Linked DNA regions of Triticum aestivum: region 1 is linked to region 2. The links are chromatin contacts, called in public HiCAR-type maps. All regions are on one chromosome and are shown on one strand. The core of a region is the stretch at or near the end of the contact, and the rest is flanking DNA. Distances in the headings are between cores, read along the strand shown. Region 1 holds the start of LOC123045865 (transcription factor bHLH153). Region 2 holds the start of LOC123045864.

Region 1 (5,512 bases), core at 2,502-5,001, 260 kb before region 2:
GAAGAACAGAAGCTGTGTCCGTCTGCATATTCACAACCAAATATGCTCAAATCAACAATCATTCATTGCAGGCGAGCTGCTTTGCAGAGACGAGAAGTGAGCAAGACACTGCAGAAGCAAGCAAATACCTTCCCAAATGGCGACACGAGCTGCTGCAGCGCCGCCACTCTCTCGCCGACCTTGTCTTTCTTCTCCTGCTTGATCACAACAAAATCACTTCAGCAGCTAATTTACAGGTATGAGGTCGATGTGCAAACTTAGCCGTACGTACCCTGGGAGAAATGGGGCCGCCGCCCCTGGGGCTGGCGTTCCTCGGCTTCTTGGACCCCATGCCCGCGAACTCCTCCGAGCCGCTGCTGGTGGCGGTGGTGGCGACGGCCTGCTGCTGCTGCTTCCCGCTGAAGTAGCTGTCGGTGTGGTTCCTCTTGCTGTGATTGGCCACTTGAGTCATCATCATCTTCCTCTCCCGCTACTGCTGCTGGCTATGCGTACGTTCGCCCCTTTTTTCCTGCTGAAAACCAGGAGCGTTTCTGTATGACTATACGAGCTAAGCCTTCGGTCTGGAGTAAAAGCTGACTTTACAACTGTGTAGTCGTTGGTTCAGAGGTCGGTTTCATGGAAATCACTCTCCATTTATCTATTCAGAAGGGTGTCTGGTTTCAGTCTCAGACAAACAAAACTTAGTTTTAGTTTTATATGAGCTCCTACTAGACTGCTGCGCGAGTAACAATAATGGAAACGGCATGCCAAGGGACGGTCAAAGGTATCATGAGCATCAAGAATCCTTCTTCTATTCTCCGGCCGAAAGCCAGAAACTTTTTGTTTCCCTTCTGGAAATTATAACCCAAACAGTGCCAAGGAAAATGGAATCTCTAGATTGGTACTCAAGTTCCATCCAAATTTTGGTCTGGAGTGCTGGCCTAGTATTCCTTGGCTGCCGATTTGCATTTCTCAAGCGGCCGCGTGCAATCTTTTATCAATTGACAACTTTGTCCGTTTCTTATGCCGCCAGTTGGGTACTTGGCCCTTATCTGAAGGTTAGAGACCACTGCATTGAGTTACAGAGGGGTAGGGCAAAGAAAAATGGTACTATTCCACTGTTCGTAGTCTATACTACTTACCTTATCACGAGGTTACGAGGCTTTTGTCTTCCGAGTGGAGCTAACGAACGTCATCAGGAAGCAGACCGGGCCAAAGCTAATTAATAATCTAGTTTGATCCTTATCTATCAGCGCTAGATAACGTGCGAGTCCAAAGCACTTGCAGGGATATCATGAGCACTTGGTTACAGATGCATGTGTACTGTGATACGAAGAATATTGTGCACAGTACACGGTTTTAATTATGTCTCATGCATGAAACTCAATATGATGTTTTTGTTTTTTGAGGGGCACTCAATATGATGTTCATCTTGTTAGAAATAGCCCTAACACAGTTGGTCCACCATGTGTTAAAAATGAACGGAAGCCCGTGTATTAATGGTAATCTAAAGGTAATTCAAGTCTGCGCCCGGGCTCATCTACACTCGATAAACAGTAAATTAAAAAAAGTAAAAACAAAAATGTATTTTTGGCATCGAAGATGCATTAGTGCGTAAGGAGCGTCTAAATTTTCATGGTGTTTGGACATTAGAGGAGCTATAGAAAAAATGGCATGCCCAAATAGTGTATATTTTCAAAGTTTTTTGGCCGCGACCACCTCGAATAATTTTGCACGCACATCATGCATTCGAGTATTTGGGGTTATTATTTTCAATGATTGATGTTTGCACTTGGGCACCGAATCGCTGCAGTTTACCTATAGTTTCTCGATTTATTTCATTGTAACTACACATATTATTAAAAACTACTGTAGCATAGGCAGGGGGTAGCATAGGCAGCAAAAATAATAACAATGTAAAACGTGTGTACGATAATACTAGGAGGGTATACACTTTACAGCACAAGATGTGTACAAACGCGGTAGGCAACGAACTTAATGATCAATCCGACAGTAAAAACAAACGTGATCGATGTCCTTGCGCGTGTAGCCTCTGGCTTGTGATGATCAACCAGTAGTATGAGTACCACATAGGTTGGTAGCATAGCATAGGAGTACACTTCGTCATCACGTCCCGGCCAGTTAGGGGGTCCCATCCTTCGGTTGGGAAGGGAAGCAAGACAACAAGGCGCCAGCTAATATATTGTTCAGGGTGGCCAGCATGCAGTGGCATTGCTGTACCCGCGGCTCTCTTCCATTTGTGCACCATTCCGGGGATTCGATCGGGCTACAGGCCCATTGACTAGGTACAGGAGCAATGGGCTTATTATTTGGACCCTGTCAAAGTTAGCTCACCAGCCTTGATCATTCCATTCCATTTGGAAAGCAGTAAGGCAACCCTAGTAGTAGTATAGTGTGCTCCTACTGCTTACACTAGGGAAATTTACTTTGATTTCTATCGTATCACTGGCGTGGCTAGCTTTGGTTTCACTTTTTGCTGTAAAGATGTTATGGGCTTTGTATGGATGCATGGCTTGGTACACTTTTCTTTGGTTTACCTTAGAGAGATGAGATGAGATGAGACGAGAAAAAGTGGGTGGCAGGTGGGTGAAGTGTGGAAGGAAGGAAGCTGGGAAAGAAGAAAGGACAAGACGCTTTGTCCCGTCGATGATGCGATGCTGGTAACAGAAAAGATGATTGACGAATTTGTCAACTACTAGCATGCATGCGCTCGAGCGGTAGGGCTTTCCCTCGTGTCTCCATGCCATGGTAGTACCGTAGTACTGCACTCACTGTTGCTGTACCTTTTTATTTAACTATTATTACTGTTTGTTTGTAATAAGAGTACGTTTTGTCACTGGTCTACCAGCCGTAATCAATGCTCCTGCGTACTTCCCTCGTCGCGACGCAATCACGGGCCGGGGCGTTTGTTTATGTTCGTGTGCATATATCCGGCGCCTAATCAACCACCCTGGCGCTTAATTAAGCGCAGGTCTGGTCGGGGTCGGGTCACGTCTAATTAATCCGGTCGCCGACGTAGCTAGATGTCCACCCAGGAGCCAGCTGTAGAGAGACCCTCGCCCGCTCCCGCTGCGCCTGATGACACGTATGTACGTGTACGCGTCTGTGGCTCGCGCCATACACACGCCACCGCCTGCTCCTCCGTCTGCTCTCCCTCTCTCTCTCTCTCTCTCTCTCTCAGAGAACGGATGGTAAGAAGACCACCATGGCTGGTGTGGCAGCTATGCTCTTAAAGTCTCAAGCCGGCGCCATGGTCAAGTCAGGCAAGCAAGAAAAAGAGGTCTCCGTATGGTTAGCTTCATCAGCTAGCTAGCGTTCGGTAGTTTACTCGTACAGTAAGAGAAGTAACTAAGAGATCGAAACGAACATAGCGAGTTAACTGGAGTAACTAATAACTGCATCATGCTTGGTGAGGTTCTTTGGATTAAAAGAGCTGCCGGGGTCATACCTGCAGAGGCAGTTTGATCAACAACGCCGAGAGGGGGCGGAAGCTCTATCTCCACTTCTCCAGCTTCGATACTCGACTCCACTGGCACTGGCGCGCCGCGACGGCAGCTAGCTCCGGCGCTCCTCGCCGTCTGTGTTTGGAGCCGGAGAGGCCTGGAGAAGAGGAGCGGGACTGCAAGAGTAGCTAGAGAGAAGGGAAAGGAACAAGGCTTATGGGGGGTTTAAGGAAGGAGTGGGAAGGGAGGGGCTGCCCGGGGACATTTGGGGATCAGGCAGGCCCGGAGCATTTATATATACAGAAGAAGAGAGACGCGGGCAGGGAGCGGGTGGTGGCCAGCGGCAGCGGCCGCGTACGCTGCAGATAGATAGATAGATAGATAGATTTCTTTTTTCTTTTTTCTTTGAGAATAGATAGATTTCACTTTTTCTAAGACAAGGAAGGAAACGGATGCTTTATTAGAACAGCGGCGCGCTATCTGTCCGAGCGTGACGACGGACGGACGTTGCGGAAATGGATTCTCTCACGAAATCCTCCGGCGCACGTCCCAGACTGCACCAAGCAAAGCGAAAAGGCCGCAGAAAAGGTGACGTGGAATTGCTGGGTCGCCCGAGGATGGCGTGCCTGCGTGCGTGTAGCGGTTTGTCCGTTCGCCTCACTTTCCATGACAGCTAATATCCAGAGGAGAGAGGGAGAGGGAGAGGATATGGGGCCAAAGGCGTGACCGGGGGAGAGGGGTGCAGGAGAGGACAGGGCTCAGGGGGTGACGCCATTTGCCCAGCCCACGGAGAGGGACGGGGACAAACGGGCCCGTCTGCTCGCTCTCGCTTTGCGGTGCGGTGCCGTGCCGCGCCGCGCAGGCCGCAGCGGAGGACGTGCGGGCGTGGGGGCGCCGTGCGGGTGACATTTGTGCGGGGCTGCATGCGCCGAAAGGGACGGCGGTCGCCAGCCACCAGGTGTGTTCTTCTGCATGCACCGCGGGCGGGATCGTCGACCGGCGACTTGTCCACGTTCGGTGTGCGGTAGAATACCGCCGGGCTGGGGTATGCGACGCAGTACAGCGATGTGTATACAGCCTGGTGGTGTCTTTCGTCGAACAAGAAAAATACGTATGGGATAGGTGTGTAGACGTGTGGTAGCTAGGAGGCGTTGCGTGCCGCTCTTGACAAAAGCTACGGCGCCTACGCGCATTGCCGCATTTAGCAATTTGGAATGGTTCCGGAAAGAAAAGAGGGTCACGTGTATTGTTACTTTTTCTCTTCTATCTACGAATATTTGTCTGGCTTCCCGGGTTTATTTCAACTTTTATACTCACTCCCCTAGAAAGAAGGCATTTCAATTTTGTCTGGAGTAGAACGACCCAGAGTTTAACAGTTTCTAAGAATTCTAGGGAGCTGCTACGCGTCCATCGGCCGATGATTCTAAAATATCCGCCGCGTCGATGGCCGTTGGATCCCCGCGCTGTTAGCTGTCGTACTGCTCGCACCCCGCATTGCCCCCTCATTAATTCCTGCAACAAGCGTGCTGTTGCAGAAACAAACAACCTTGCCCTCGGCCCCGACAGTGATGTGCCCAGCGCGGCGCCGCCTTCAACCCGCCCATGTTCCTGCAACAAGACCCGTGTTCCCGCAACAAGACCCATGTTGCAAAACCTGCATTTGAAGATAGCCTTTGTTGCAAGACCATCTCCGACCTCTTCTCAGTATTCCTACAACAAGACCCTTGTTGCAAAAATTTCAACAACATCTCTGGCCTCTTCTCCGTATTCCTGCAACAAGACCTTTGTTGCAAAAAAAATTGCAACCAAGGTGATGTTGTGGTAGAAGCTTTGTGTCGGCAGATCGAGCCGAAAAGCTTCAACACGGTTTGGCCTTGGACGAGCAGTCCAGTATGCTCTCAAATATCTTGGCAACGACCTCGGCGAGCTCACCGCCAGCTAGCTGGATCGCCGGAAGCAAGATGATGAGGACATGACTACCTTGGATACGACCAAAAATATTGCATACATGTATATTTATGAGGTGATTTCTAATGCAAACTATGCAATAATTTATTTATGTCATCCAG
Region 2 (5,964 bases), core at 2,218-4,717:
CTAAATGGCCCATCAAGAATGTATAATAATCTTATTCAGTTTATGGAGTGCTCCATGATTCATTTGACTTGTTCATGGCGCCTGCAGAGCCAAACTGCATTCTGATATACAGTAGTACAGTACATAAAGACAGCAACAAAGGGAAAGGTTATCTTGCAAGTCTCTGCAGTTAAACTCAAATAGGCTAGGCAAACTGAACTACCATGGCCCATGCGAGAGCAAATCACACTGACAACACCACAACATTCTTTATAGAAGGCAGTACACTTCTTTGCCGCATTGACTAACTGACAGTACTTGGACCTTTTGCGGTTCTGATCCATCAGATTCGGCATTCAAGCTGCCAGCTGCTGCTGCACCCTATTGACGAGCAGGCGACCATAGCAATGATGTTACGTTACATGACCTTCAAAGCTGACAAGAATTAACTCGTGCCCCTCCTGTTCTGTAGTCAATACAGACAGAGACATCATGACATCATATGAATGAATCTCAGTACTGCTAGGCAATAATCGCCATCCGGCAGAAACAACAGCTGATCGTCTAGTTGCGTCCATTTACTTAGCACTGGCATAAACTAGATGATCAGAAACAGAAGTTTCTGAGGTGAAAATTCGAAGGCAACCGTGGAATGCTATGGTTTAAGATTCCTGGGCATGTGGACGCAGGTTGCCTCGGAAAAGGTCACCGAGATGATGAACCAGCTTCTGGGGCTTCAGAAGCGACCGGGCTTCGATACACATCGTCTTGTGTGCTGAAATTCTTTGTGATGCTATCTGAGAAATCACGCCAGTTAAGCATGGCACGCTTCAGCCGGGACGTTCTCTTGCCAGTGACGACATATCTGGTGTAGTCCCTTGCAAGGCGGTACAACTCCTCTCCTCTGATGATGTGGATATACTGCATAACAAAGCAAACGCTGTTTAGAAAGATAATGTGGGGGTCCTTTTCACAACCAACAAGAATAAAAAGGATTTGGGCGGAAGTCTTGTCTTTGGCAGATGCAAGTTTAGTTTCCCATATATATTTAGAACAGCACTAGCGATGAAGATGGTCACCAGAAAACAGAGCACGTGTTACTGATGGTACACCAATCAACTAACATTCCTACTGGTAAACTTCTCTGGTACGAAGGTAAAATTTATCTTCTTACTTGTAAGTTAGTCCACAACTCCACATAGATTAATATTTACGAGAAATACAAAACAGCTGCCACAAAGAAATAATAAAATCTTCTTTGGCAAAAGCGGGAACTACACAGATGTTTTCTCACTAATGGAGAATGGAAATATCACTATTCTGTACTTCAAGTATCCACATTATCCCTTCTGAGCTGGCTAAGTCCACAAGGAGAAAGGGGTGTTCAAAACAATAAACATATAATAGCCATAATGTATTTGTACCATTAACTTATGGTTGTGAATAAACAACAGAAAGTTTGCACTGAAGCTAAACAAAATGCTAGCTTAACTAGTATGTTCAGGCATTATAAGAGATTGAAAAATCTGCACAGAACTATCGTTACAAATATAGCATTTCAGAATGAAGGACAATGATAAGCAAGAAAGGAGCAATGAAATTACCGTGAGTACAAAAGCAACAGTTGCTAACACAACTTGGACCACTTCATACAATGAATCCGTGAAAGATTCGTCATCTGGGCCATCAGGACCACCACCGCTGCCTCCATAACGGTTATTATTCCCTCCATTTCCACCAGACCCCTGTCCTGTAATCTTAGCCATTTGCTCCATCAGGAAGCCTTGTATAGACTGTTGCTTTTTTGCTCCATCCATTGCTTTGTTCAAAGATTCCATAGAGAATGGCTGAAAAGAAAGCAACAGTAAATGTAGCAGATGATTCCACATGAGCAATTGTTCCTAACAACCTTGATGTGTTAAATATGCTTGGTGTGTAGCATATCAACTGCCTAGCACACCCCATTTTACACCGTATCACTATTTCCCAAAGAGGAATTCCTGAAACTAAAGCATTCCTACAACATCAATAAGAAAATTCCATTGTCCCAAACAAAGTCAAACTTGACAAATTTGCTAAGCTGCAAGGAGGTTGCAAGTTTCCAATAGAAAACCAATCACAAAGTAAGAAAGCTGTGAATGCTACTTACATCAAGGTTTCCCTTCCCACTTGAGGCATATACAGGACCAAGCCTCTTATGGCAAGCAGCAACAACAAGCCTTGGATATACTTTCTCTTGCAGCTTGCAAGATCTAGAAAAATGTTGCCATACAGAATGATGTTGAGGAAGTATTCTGCAAGTTCTCCCAAGGCCTAATGGTCTGTCCAAAGTGAGCCCACCAAGAGGCTTGTACGTTGTAGCTTGGCAGTAGCTCATGTTTCCAACTTCTTGAATTCTAGAATTAACCAGAGCCAAATCTGGAGGTTAAAAATAGGAATGGTTACATACTGAATTAGGAAGAAGAATGTCAAATATCCACAACCCTACAACACTAGAACAGTATCAATTGAACTAATCTAATTCAAAAGAATAAATTTCTCCGTTTTGCATAACATGTAGTCAGTGCTCAAGATGATTCACCAGAAGTCACAATCTTGCTATAGAACGAATAGGCCAGCGCAATCCCCTAATGCTAAGAGGTACGAACTAAACTAAGCATGTATGTTGTCAACAATTTCCCAAACAATGAACTGAGTCTGCGCGAAAGGATTTTGGGCAGAAGAAAAAGGAATTTCCAGGTAGAGCAAAATTCCCGATGTTCAGAGAGGATTATGATGGAGATCAGGTGAAGCCTATGAGCCCCACCTGAAATAAATTTTATAGGAATTCTAAGCCTGCAAATACAACAGCCAGCCGTTATGAGATCACACTTTAACACCAATGCAGGCTGAAGTGCAGCATTCTACCCTTGTATTCCCGATACTCTTTAACATGAATCCTGGTAAAATTAAAATGTACGTGCTACCCAATAAGCAGAAAATCATGCCACGGGCAAAGCAAAGCCCTACAACGTACAGCCCATAGGTTGACAGCCAGGCGGCAGATCTAGATGGTGTGCCGGGTGCGCACCAGGACACCCGGAAATTGTGAAGGTCAGTAGGATTAATCTAATCGCTGGAGTGGAGGGTAAAACCTCATACCTCAAAACCCAATGGCCAAAGACTGCGGACGGGGTGGATACAGCAGGAACACGACGTCCCGGCGAGGAAGAACGGTGACGGCGGATCGTGTGGGGGCGGAGGCGGGATCGAGGCGTCAGCTGTAGCCTGTGGGATATGCTACAGAAGAGATTCAGAGCCGCGTCGGTAGGTCGGGAGGACTCGGGAGGGAGAGGAAAAAAAGGCACGGGAAGAGGAGTAGAGCTCGGCTCCGCCGCGCCGCGCCGCGACGAGCTCTCCGGTGGGCGGAGAGCGGGGACTGCGGAGGGAGGCGGACTGGGGAGAAGAAGGATTGGATTGCGTCGTCGGTTTTTTTCCGCTACAGAGGGGGACCCTTTTCGTACAACCGTACTGTACAGTGTACTAGTACAATGTAGCCCGTTTGGGCTGGTTGGTTAGTTCTGGGCCTACTTCACGCCAACAGACCAAAAAAAATCTATACTCCTATATAGTGTCCGAGTAGCACTTCATAAGAACCGTTGGATCTTTTCAATCGAACGGCTCATATTTAACATCTTGTGATGGAGGACTACGTGGCCACATAGACATCGTTGGATATATCTATCTGACGGCCCATGTTGCAAGGATTCGCTGTGGGCTCCATCCCCGCTGCCTATCCCTGTGCGCACGTGAATCTGCCGTGGCTATCCAGAAATTTCCGGCGAACTCCCGTAACATGCAGAGTAGAGCAGTGCTAGCAAGCTAGCTAGGCATCACGATGAGAGAGTGGGAAAAGGCTGCAATGGTGCAGTCACAACAATTTAACTGGCCAGAAAATAATAAATAAATAGATACACAATACGTGTTACAGTTGAATAGATTTTACTTCCTCTCATGTTCGTATCAGAAATATTATTACCTTTTCCTTTTTGTTTACCAATATTTTTTTGTGAACAACTCTGATCAACCAAACGGACATAATCAAGGCTTGAGTTATTGTTTCGTGACTCTACTCATCATATTTTAAATTATACTTCCTTCGTTCCTAAATATAGGTCTTTTTAGAGATCTTAACCAGTGACTACATACGGAGTAAAATGAGTGAATCTACACTCTAAAATATGTCTACATACATCCGTATGTGGTAGTCCATTTGAAACCTCTAAAAAGACTTATATTTAGGAACGGAGAGAGTAGTATACCATGGTGCTTCTTGAAAGTTTGTTTTAAACTTAAAAAAAGAACGGCTCAAAAAAGAACTTTAAAAAACGACAGAGTTTTTAAAAGTTTGTTTTAAACTCGGAAGATTTATTTTTTTGAGAAACCTCACCAACCTTTGTTTATTCAAAGTGATGTCCACAATTACAACCGTTGGGTCACGAAGATTGCCCAACCACACATGTTTGCCTATAACAAGATTACAGACAAATTTGGCGAGATTATCGGCCTTGAAATTGTTGTTTCTACGTTTATGAATGAAACTACAAAATTGAAAACAAGCTTTACGTTCTAATATTTCATGTATAATAGCACAATGGGACCTTATCTCCCCTAAACACAACAGATGGGAGAAACTAAATGAATGGCACCCCTTGCGCAAGCTCCTTGGTGGTCTTTTTTGGTGGCCTTAGAGCGCGCCAGTCGCCATGTGTCACGTGTTGGGCGCTCCCTCGAGATTTGGTTTTCCTACTTACTTTTGTACGCGCTTTCGTGTTTTACCTGGGGTTTTTTTTGGGGGGGGGGGGGGGGGGGGGGGGGCTTTTCAGTTTTTGCCTGATCTTCCTTAGGTTTTGGAAAAAAAAAATGTGGTTTCTTCTTTCATGAGAGGCACATATTTGCTTCTCGGGGAGGCACAAATTTGCTTCTATGAGAGATCCTCTCAAAAAGAGAGGGAAAAATATGTTTTTTTCTTTTGCGGGAGGCATAGGTTTTCTTCTCGCGGAGGCACAATTGTGCCTCTCGGAAAAGGAAACAACGCGTATTTTTTCTTCCGTGAGAGGCACAAATTTGTTTCTCATGAAGGCACGGATTTGCTACCGCAAAAGGCACACCTTTGCTTCATGAAAAGGAAAAAAAATCTTCCACGAGAGGCAGAATTGTGCCCCTCGGAAAGGAAAAAAGCCGGTGGGGGAGGGGGTCGTTCTTCAGACTCGTCTTTTTTTTCATGAAAAAGTTAGCCAGAACATATTAATATGGGATTTCGTTTTGAAGATATCTACACGAGAAATGCAACAGTGAAAATGGTTCACGATTTGGGCACATTGTTTAAGAGATAAAATGTTTTGAATAAACGAATCTATCAAAATAGAGAAAACTCCTATTTGAAGCCAGATGTTAGGCAAGCTCCTAATCGGCGGTGCTTGTGCCCACATGCACACCCTCATGGGCCGGCCCAGGTAGAAGACGATCGCTTGATCGCATTTGACCGGTTTTCCCCTTGTTGCTCGATCGCACTTGACCGGTAGCGGTTAACTAGTTTCACCGATCAACCGTTGACTTTTTAAAAAGATACAAAAAAATGGAACAAAAAATCACAAAAAACAAAAATAATAATGAACTAAAAAAATTTCATGGGTTTTGAAAAAAGTTCATCGAATTTGAAAATAGTGTTCACAAAAATTTATTCATTTTGAAAAACTTCATCGAATTGAAAAAAAGTTCACCAATTTTTTTAGAAAAAATATATCAATTTAATAAAAATGAAAAAGAAAGGCAAAAAAAGGAATGACTAAAAATGATATAGAAAACCAAAAAAGGAATAAACCAGAGTCCTCTTTTTAGCGCTACAATTTAACGCACCACAAAAAGAAGAAGAAAAAAAAAGTAAATAAGCACGGAAGGCGAGCTGTCCAAGTTGGTTATGTTGGTTACTACAAACGCATGAGG

The links. HiCAR-type assays count read pairs that join an accessible place to other places.
Region 1: a contact with region 2 is called in a HiCAR-type map of leaf, with 10 times the contacts expected there. The contact joins the promoter of LOC123045865 here to the promoter of LOC123045864 in region 2. A contact is called at or near these places in 5 of 5 Hi-C or Micro-C datasets (leaf, root and an unstated tissue) and 1 of 1 datasets of contacts at active chromatin or transcription factors (leaf).

Annotation. Positions count from the first base shown.
Region 1 is chr2B:531,550,160-531,555,671 of IWGSC CS RefSeq v2.1, reverse strand. LOC123045865 (transcription factor bHLH153) reads right to left here and starts at 3,751. Exons shown (of 5, transcript XM_044469089.1): 1 at 3,449-3,751; 2 at 272-508; 3 at 129-194; 4 at 1-22. The coding sequence starts at 457.
Region 2 is chr2B:531,291,777-531,297,740 of IWGSC CS RefSeq v2.1, reverse strand. It overlaps LOC123045864, which reads right to left and starts at 3,467. Exons shown (of 4, transcript XM_044469087.1): 1 at 3,121-3,467; 2 at 2,129-2,397; 3 at 1,584-1,826; 4 at 222-900. The coding sequence starts at 2,356. The coding sequence ends at 685.